3 separate regions of the Mus musculus genome follow, and all the other regions are linked to region 2. Evidence: chromatin contacts called from public HiChIP or PLAC-seq and promoter capture Hi-C data. All regions are on one chromosome and are shown on one strand. The core of a region is the stretch at or near the end of the contact, and the rest is flanking DNA. Distances in the headings are between cores, read along the strand shown. Region 1 overlaps Gm41147 (a long non-coding RNA gene). Region 2 overlaps Ktn1 (kinectin 1). Region 3 overlaps Peli2 (pellino 2).

The links. HiChIP or PLAC-seq counts read pairs in DNA pulled down with a chosen protein or histone mark. Capture Hi-C pulls out chosen DNA fragments and counts their contacts.
Region 1: a contact with region 2 is called in an H3K27ac HiChIP or PLAC-seq map of microglia, with 4 times the contacts expected there. The contact joins two enhancer-like sites.
Region 3: a contact with region 2 is called in a promoter capture Hi-C map of adipose tissue. The contact joins two enhancer-like sites. A contact is called at or near these places in 7 of 39 promoter capture datasets (3T3-L1-derived adipocytes, cranial neural crest, embryonic stem cells and 4 more), 8 of 484 Hi-C or Micro-C datasets (bone marrow-derived macrophages, brown adipocytes, cerebral cortex and 4 more), 2 of 115 datasets of contacts at active chromatin or transcription factors (embryonic stem cells and oligodendrocyte precursor cells) and 2 of 9 other capture datasets (adipose tissue and embryonic stem cells).

Annotation. Positions count from the first base shown.
Region 1 is chr14:47,349,938-47,352,706 of GRCm38.p6, reverse strand. It overlaps Gm41147 (a long non-coding RNA gene), which reads left to right. Exons shown (of 3, transcript XR_874595.2): 2 at 2,577-2,681. Among named protein-coding and RNA genes, the nearest start is that of Gm41147, 4.3 kb to the left of the region's middle. Within about 2 kb of position 1,481, at least 70 of the 459 cell types and tissues checked have an H3K27ac peak or open chromatin away from gene starts, as enhancers often do. A contact at or near this core is called in microglia, where this site is marked.
Region 2 is chr14:47,734,302-47,737,052 of GRCm38.p6, reverse strand. It overlaps Ktn1 (kinectin 1), which reads right to left. Exons shown (of 39, transcript NM_001347527.1): 39 at 489-953. Among named protein-coding and RNA genes, the nearest start is that of 4930538L07Rik, 22 kb to the left of the region's middle. Within about 2 kb of position 1,497, at least 51 of the 459 cell types and tissues checked have an H3K27ac peak or open chromatin away from gene starts, as enhancers often do. A contact at or near this core is called in adipose tissue, bone marrow-derived macrophages and microglia, where this site is marked.
Region 3 is chr14:48,188,192-48,190,906 of GRCm38.p6, reverse strand. All of the region lies in intron 2 of Peli2 (pellino 2), which reads right to left. Among named protein-coding and RNA genes, the nearest start is that of Gm52144, 16 kb to the left of the region's middle. Within about 2 kb of position 1,391, at least 56 of the 459 cell types and tissues checked have an H3K27ac peak or open chromatin away from gene starts, as enhancers often do. A contact at or near this core is called in adipose tissue and bone marrow-derived macrophages, where this site is marked.

The DNA of each region.
Region 1 (2,769 bases), core at 232-2,731, 380 kb after region 2:
TCACACACACACACACACACACACACACACACACACACACACACACACACACACACACACGCGCGCGCGCGCATTCTATTTATTAATGGGCTGTAACAAAAGCAAGCTTGGACAGTAGTTACTTTTATGGACGACAAGAAACCCTAATACAGTCCCCATATTTACCTAGGACACATTTGTTTGCTGTTTGCTACGTGGAGCCTATGACTCATCTGACACAAAACAGCTGCAAGACCTCTGTTCTCGGGCTTGATGACTCTGCCCAGAATTGAGTCCTAGCCTCAGGTCCTGGGCTGACATAGCAAATGCTCCAGCCACTAAGCCTGCTTTGGAGAGTGTCAACCTGTCCCTTCCCACAGGTATCAAAGTGCCTTACTGCCCCTTTCTCTGGCCCCAGCAAGAAGCATACACCTTCAAATGGACAGATTCCGAGTACTTGTCCTCTGACCACATCCATGGGCTGCTTCGCTTCTAATTTATATAATTTCTGTCATTCAGAAAAATGGCAAGAAAGACTCATACAAAGGATTCCCACATAAATATCTCATTGTGTAGTCTTGGCTGTCTCCAAACTCACACAGAGATCTGCCTGCCTCTGCCTAAATTAAAGGCATGCACTGTACCCTCTACCCAGTCCGATGTTTATTTATTATTTTCATTTATGGTTATGTGTGAGGGTTTTTTTTGTTTGTTTGGTTGGTTGTTGGTTGGTTTTTCAAGACAGGTTTTCTCTGTATAGCCCTGACTTTCCTGGAACTCACTCTGTAGACCAGGCTGGCCTCGAACTCAGAAATCCGCTTGCCTCTGAAAGAACCTAGTGGGGAAACCCCCACTCAATTCCCGTTCAGTGCGCACCCAAGAATCAGGAACAGACGACCATCTTGATGTAAAAGCATGAGGTAGTTTAATGATGGAGCTCCGGGCCGACACATATCTCCCGCAGGAGACAGAGGTGTTTACCACATGGTGGAGCCATAATGGTGGAGCTCCGGTTCTAAAAGTATCTCACGCAGGAGACAGTGGTTTTGACCAGGAGGCTTGGAAGCTAGGGGTTTTTATAGAAAAGGGGTGGGGCTGGGATAGGAATTGGCATGGTTTCACATGATTGGTCCATTTAAACATAGGTCAGAAGGGCAGGAGATAGGGAGGCGCCGGTCCAGTCCTGACATGTCCTGGCCTGTTCTGCTATGTTCTCAGCCCCAGGTTTCAAAGCTCACAAACAACTCTTTGGGCTATTTGACATAAATTACATGAATAACAGGTCTCAAGTTTTATTTCCTTTCACCTCAGCCTCCCAAGTGCTGGGATTATAAGTGTGTGCCACCACTGCCTGGCTATGTGTGAGTCTTATGTGCACAATGTTTGTGCAAATGTCCACAGAAGACAGAGGGCTTTGGAACTAGAGCTACAGTTGTGAGCAGCCTGATACTGGAAACCAAATTCAGCTCCTTTTTGCAAGAGCTATCAGCATTCCTAGCTGCTGAGCCATCTGTTCAGCCCCTCACATAGTTTCCCAGTTACTGAGTTCATTTTCCATTGTGACAACAGAGCACCTGACAGTGATTCATTTAGAAAGAAAAAAGGTTTCTTTTAGTTCATAGTCTTAGGAAGTTCAAGAGAGAGTTGGGCTCTGTGCTGGTTTAATTCACAAAGAAAAGCAGAAATGCAAACAGATTCTTTGTAACAAGAAACGGAACAAAGCTGGGACAGGGTACGTTATAGCTGTCCCCTCTTGTGATAGCTAACCCATAATCACGGGAACTCTGTAGCAGGAAGTGTCCGTGGCCCAAATACTTTCTACAGACCCCACAACTTCTCAAGTCACTCAAGCATTAGGAGAGACAGGGTGGCATTTACCCATAAACACTTCAGTGTTGCATTTTCCAACACAAGAAAAGACAGATTCTGTTTTGTTTTGTTTTCTGTGATATGGGATATGGTCTCCTATAGCTCAGGCTGGACTTGAACTTGTAGCCAAGGCTGACCTTGAACTTTCATCTTTCAGCCTCTAGCTCCTAAATGCTAGGGTTACAGATAGTTGTGTACCGTGACATCTAGCTTTTAGGAGCTGTGTCCTTTGCACAGCCACAGTTCAGTTAATGAAATCCGAATTAACCATTGTCCTTATTTCTTTCTTTGATGGCTCCAGCGATCTGCTTGGTTTTTGTTTTTGCTTTTCCTCCTGAGTCTAGGATTTCCAAGACCACATAACATTTTGTTGTCAAGTCTATTTATGCTCTTTTATCCTGGAACAGTTTTATCCTGGAGACTCTCTTTTTGCTTCCTTACTCTGACATTTTTCAGATGATAGGTCAGTCGTTTGTAGACTGTCTTTGAATTTGGGCTTGCCTTGTGTTTCCTCATGAGTAGACTCAGGACATGCCTTTTGGGCAGGGCTATCGTGTCCCCCTCTGAGCATATATTAGATGCTGGTCTATACTAAAACACAGCTCTTAGGTGACTTCATTAAGTATCGTTGGCACTACCTGTGAGAGAGCTCATTAGCCTGAGGCTTGCTGCAAGCAGCAAATTAGGTGAAGACTGGAGTTCCTGGTAATGACATGGTATCTATACAGAGTCTACACACAGCCTTCCCGATGGCCGGGAGCTTGACGCACTGCCAAGGATGGATGTGAGTTTCCAGTTCCTCCGCTTCCACTTCTCACGTGCTGAGATTACAGGTGTGTGTCACCACTCATGTCTTATAAGATGGCTGGCATCTGGCCCAGGGCTTTGTACACGACAGACATCTTCTCTTCCAGCTGAGCT
Region 2 (2,751 bases), core at 248-2,747:
GTGCACATACATACATGCAAGCAAACCACTCATGCACTTAAAATCAAAATCAAAATTTAAAATAGCAATAATACTAAAAGGTACTTTAATATTCTTTGGCACAGGATACTTTTCATCTAAAGAAGACAGTGTTCTTAATACCACAGACACACACACAGACACACGGCTTCCAACAGACAAGAGAACACATGTAACCTGTACTAACACACTCTCTGAAGAGGGAGACTTAACAGGTGTTACTTGAAACAGTAGTAATAGCAGCAAAAATAAAGCAGAGCTCTCCTCCGCGGTGAATGGGACTCAAACGCCTGCACCTTGCCATCACCCACGCTGTGGGACTTGGCACAGTCCTGACCCAGAGAAGACACAAAGGTCTAGTCAGGAAGTTACAGAAGCAACAAGACTTGTCTTGTTTGGTGGCTGCAATTAGAAACAGCGGTCTGAAGCGCTAGTGAAACTTGTTGAAACTCAACGACAATCAGAGTGAGTCATGTTGAATAATAAGTGTCCCTTTATTTGCTGATTATAATAGCAACAAAAAGTGTTTCCTTGAGTTGATGTCAGAGGCGGCTTCTTCCCAAATGTTAAGTAAAGCAGTGTACAACATCAGTATTAAAATGTTAAATTTCACATTGTCTATACCACTTTGATCTTCTGAACAATTTAATTGAGCAAAATAAGGTAAAAGTTTACATTTACTTCATCTTTAGGAATGTAAAGGTCTAATTATTCAAACAGTTTTATTATAAAACTAAACTCTGAAGGTGTCTACAGAGTTGGCTTTTTAAAGTGTTTCTCTTTAAGTCAGTAGTCTAACAAGGATTAGAAAAGACAAAACTGTCCAGTGTCTGACAAAGTAGAAAGGGTAAAACATAAATAAGGCTTTAATTTGGCAAAATACAATACAACGCCTTCTGTTAACTTCTAACGAGTAATTTCCCAATTACTTCACTCTGCAAAAGAGAAGAAAGTGATCTATTTAGAACAAGGTAAGAGAAGCAACCCACGAGCACGCACCCCACACACAGTTCACAAGACCCAGCCTGGCGCTTCAGTGGCACCCGGAGCCCCTCATACTGATGGTGATCACACGAGAGGACACCTCAGGACTCAGAAGCCTTTAGGTAAAGATTTTGAAATGACAACCCTGAGAAGCCACTCTTATTAGGTCTTGCTCAGTATAATGCAAACCCAAGGAGCAAAGTGGACCAGGCTGAAACTTACAAAGCCCATCTGTAAGAACAAACACAGTCTAAGGCAGGAGGCAGTCAGACTCAGTCTCAGTCTTAAAGCTCTCTAATAATTAAGCCCTTCCGTAGCTCCGAGGCAGCAGACTGGGCATATCCGTCCAGCCTTTCTGTGACTGCACTACTGAATGCAGAGAAGTGTCAGCAAGTCACTCACGATGCTGGCAAATGGCGTTAGCAAGTACCCTAGAGGAGACATAGAAACTACAGGAGGAAGAGATAGACACAAGGAGAGAAGTGAAACTAAGCACTGACAACATGAAGGAAAACAAGATTAAGAAAGGCTCTGAAAGAGGAACAGTCAGGCTGCAGCCCTGGGACGAGGAGAAGAATTTCTCTGCAAAAGAGAAATCAAAGTCATCTGCCAATCTGGGGAAGAGAAGTGCCAGAAACATGACTTCCATAGAACAGACAACTGAGCCGAGCGAGCGCTTCTGTCCCGACCGTAGCGACAGACCAGGGTTCACTGCGTCCAGTCTTCTGAGAGACAGTCAGCACTGTTGAGGGCATGCACTTAGGTAGGCTAAAGGCTGGCTCTCCTGAACAGAAAGCGTCCACGGTACGTACCTGCCACATCACCAGAGAAGGCTGTCAACTTCTCCATGTGCCTAACCTACCCCTGGCCTTCTGTCTGGCTGTCAGTCATAGGAACATTGGTATAGGTTCCAAATGGCAGTTTGCCTTGCCCTTTTCACACAATAATTTTGGAGCAAGGAGCCTCAGAAGAAAAATATCTGAACTATTCTTTGTATATTCAAAACTGTTCTCACCTTAGCAGTATAATTTAAGTCATACGAAGCATTTTTAAGTGCTACTAGACTTAGGCTTTTCTGCAGTCATGTAAGCAACAAGAGCACACAACATGATCTAATGATGGCCTTCTTATTTCTCCTAACCCAAACCCCTCACTTCAAACATGAAGGAGTAAATTGCTTAGGTCATCTACAAAAGGAAACTCAAAACACCAACTTGGTATGGCGCCACCGTGATTCTAGCACATTCCAGGCCAAACAGTGCCTGAGCAAGTCACCTCAAAACAAAACAACCACCAAGCCAGCTCTAATCAGCAGAAATTACAGAAATCTACTACTCCTATCTTTAGGTATACAATAAATTCTGTATGTTCTTTTCGCATTATGAAGTTATGATGACTTTATTTTTTAGTCCAACCTTGATAAAACAAAGCCAAAAGCAACCAGTCATAAAAAGACGGAAATGCCCATAGATACTTGCCCTAAAGTAGGACTAGAATCAACTAAAAGGCAATTACAGCCTACAACAGACCAACCCAGGTAGCCATGTCACAACCAGGCTTCCTGACAGGAGACTGCAGTAACTATGCTATAGTTCTTTCCCTCTAAACCAAAAGACTTCAAAATGTGTGCATAAAAGGAACAAAACAAGAAAGGTCAAAGCTGCCACCTAGAACTTGTGAGAAGGAACATTTCTTGAGTGCCATGTAGCTCACTTTCCAGTGAGTAATGTCATCTGTACTGCATTATGC
Region 3 (2,715 bases), core at 142-2,641, 450 kb before region 2:
TCACAAGGCTGCCCAGGATAAGGACTGTATTCCTCTTGCTCAAAATTACCTGGGTATCCCAAGAGATCCTCAATAATCTTTAATAAATTATAAAGCCAACAAAGAAGCTCAAACATACTATAGTTTAACTATCTTATCACACTCTGAGTCAATGCTCTGTCCTTTTAACTGTTCAACCGTGAGACCAGCAAAACAAGACAAAAACACCAAACCATAACAACAACAACAGCTACAGTTCTCACATACATAAAATAAACAAATAAATCTTTTTTTAAAAAAGTCTCTTCCATTTTTTTTTAGTTACTTTAACCTCTGTAGAAAAAAATATGAACTGATTGCAGGCAGATGAGATTGCTGTACACTATTTGCAAGCTGGACTCTTGGTTAAACACCCCTTGACATTAGCTCAGTGACAGAGCACTTGCATGAAGATCATGGTATAATTCTCAACACCACAAAAAGTAAACTAACTAAAACTGAATTTCCCTTGTTGCCTCCCCATAAACCCAGAGCAACTAGGCAGCCCTGGGAGAAGCTTGCAGTGCAAAAGCAATGATTTACTGCACCTGCAGGCAATGCAAACAATGGCTTTAGGTGGAGCCTACCAACACAACTCAATCAAACATATAAGGAAATTGTTTTTTCCTTCCTCCCTGGAAGTTAACATCTGTATGGGAGGCCTTTGAAAATGATGGCTGAATACATGTGAAATTCACTCTACAGAGCAAGAGGAGATTCAGATAGAGCACAGGGCTACAAACCATCCTTCATCTAAAAGAATCCTGCGTTACCACTTGGCCGATGACTGACAGAAATGGCAGCTCGGTACTACCCTCTCATCTACCAAGTGAGTCTACTCAATGCCACCACCCATGCAAGGCAGAGTTCCTTCAAAGGTGAACTTCAGGAAGGAGTCATCACAGTTACCCAAACAAGCCTAGGCAGAACTTGCAGTCGGGCTCAGTCCCTGGATCCTGGAGCAGTGGCCAGTATAGTTATTTGTATGAGATGCCACCCATACTTGTTAGAAATGCCAGTTCACTGTTGCACATGCCCTGAGAAATCAACAGTGTGTGTATGTGTGTGGGGGGGGGCAGAGTAATTTTATAAATGTATTATCCTACACAAAATCTCCCTTCTTGATTTTTCCCAGCAGTAATGATTTTTAATTAAGCTTTAATTTTTAATTAACTCTCATCCACGATAGCAGGACCAACCCCACGGTTCTAGGTCCTTTAGGCTGACTCTGCTTATGCCCCGATGTAAGGCGATTACAAGAAGCCCGGCTGAAATGCCTCCTGCCTAAACAAAAACAGAAGGGAACATCAGGGACCAAGCAGAAGGGCCGTGCTCAGTTTCCAAATATGGGTATGTGGGTAGGGACAGACGCTCAGATGACTCAACCATATCACATGACCACTCTCATGAGAAAGACTGTGGGCAGTCAGCAACACAGAGACTCTTGGCTCTCACATACAACTTTAATAATATTCTGTTTGCTTAGAGAATTATGTCAGGAAGCGATATGAGCAGAAATTAGTAAAATTTAAGAAAAGATATTTAAAACAAAGAGTGAAGTAAAAAAAATCTACTTCTTTGAATATAAGTAAAATATGTTAGCAAAAGTATACATATTAGGAATACAAATACCATAATTTGTAGACCCAGATCATTAAATGAAATACATTTTGTTTAATGTATTATCTGTAACATAGTAAATTCATAATGTAAAGAAAAACTTTGCTTATTTGAGAAAAACAGGAGTAAAAAAGGAATCAGTAACTATACATACACACATATGTACATACACACCACACAACACACAAACACACATACATACAGAAATGGCATTTCCTTTACCAACAGAAACTATACAACACAGGAGTGCTCTGTCAGCTATTGTAACCTTTGGTAATCAAATTCTAATTTTTGAAGCTATTGAAGGTCTTTACAGAAACAAACCATATCATAAAAAAACAACCTAAGTGGAGATCCTGTTGAAACAGGCAGATTCAATGAGATAATCCTTACCTCCAATTAATCTACCAATTACATGTAATCCCTATCAAATTTTCAAAGTGTCTTTTGGTGGCATCTGTCAACTTAAGAGAAACAAAGCCAGAACAGTTAAGGACCCTGGGAGAAGCAGGTGAGGGGACTTAGCTCACCAGAGCTGAGGACTGCTCACGGCAGTGTGGCTCTGAGACAGTGAGAACAGACCATGGACAGGGAGAGCACTGCCCACGTGGGTCCTAAGAGTTGCGGTCATGTTCAACATGACTAAGAAAGTGTTACAAGCTAATGCAGACTAAGAAAGTGTTACAAGCTAATGCAAGAAAGCACAGAGACGCCTTGTGATGTACACTAAATCAAAATCCTCCTATAGCTTACGACCTATGCAAAATAGAACTCAGATGTTTAAAGTTCCATCTATGAAAGTAAAACCTTAAAAGACATTATTAGAAACCATCTCCAGGGGCCGGGTGTGGTGGCGCATGCCTTTAGTCCCAGCACTTGGGAGGCAGAGGCAGGTGAATTTCTGAGTTCGAGGCCAGCCTGGTCTACAGAGTGAGTTCCAGGACAGCCAGGGCTACACAGACAAACCTTGTCTCAAAAAAAAAAAAAAAAAAAAAAAAAAAAAAAAAGGGAAACCATCTCCAGGAAGGAAGGACGGAAGGAAGGAAGGAAGGAAGGTCAGTCAGTCCTCTCCATTGC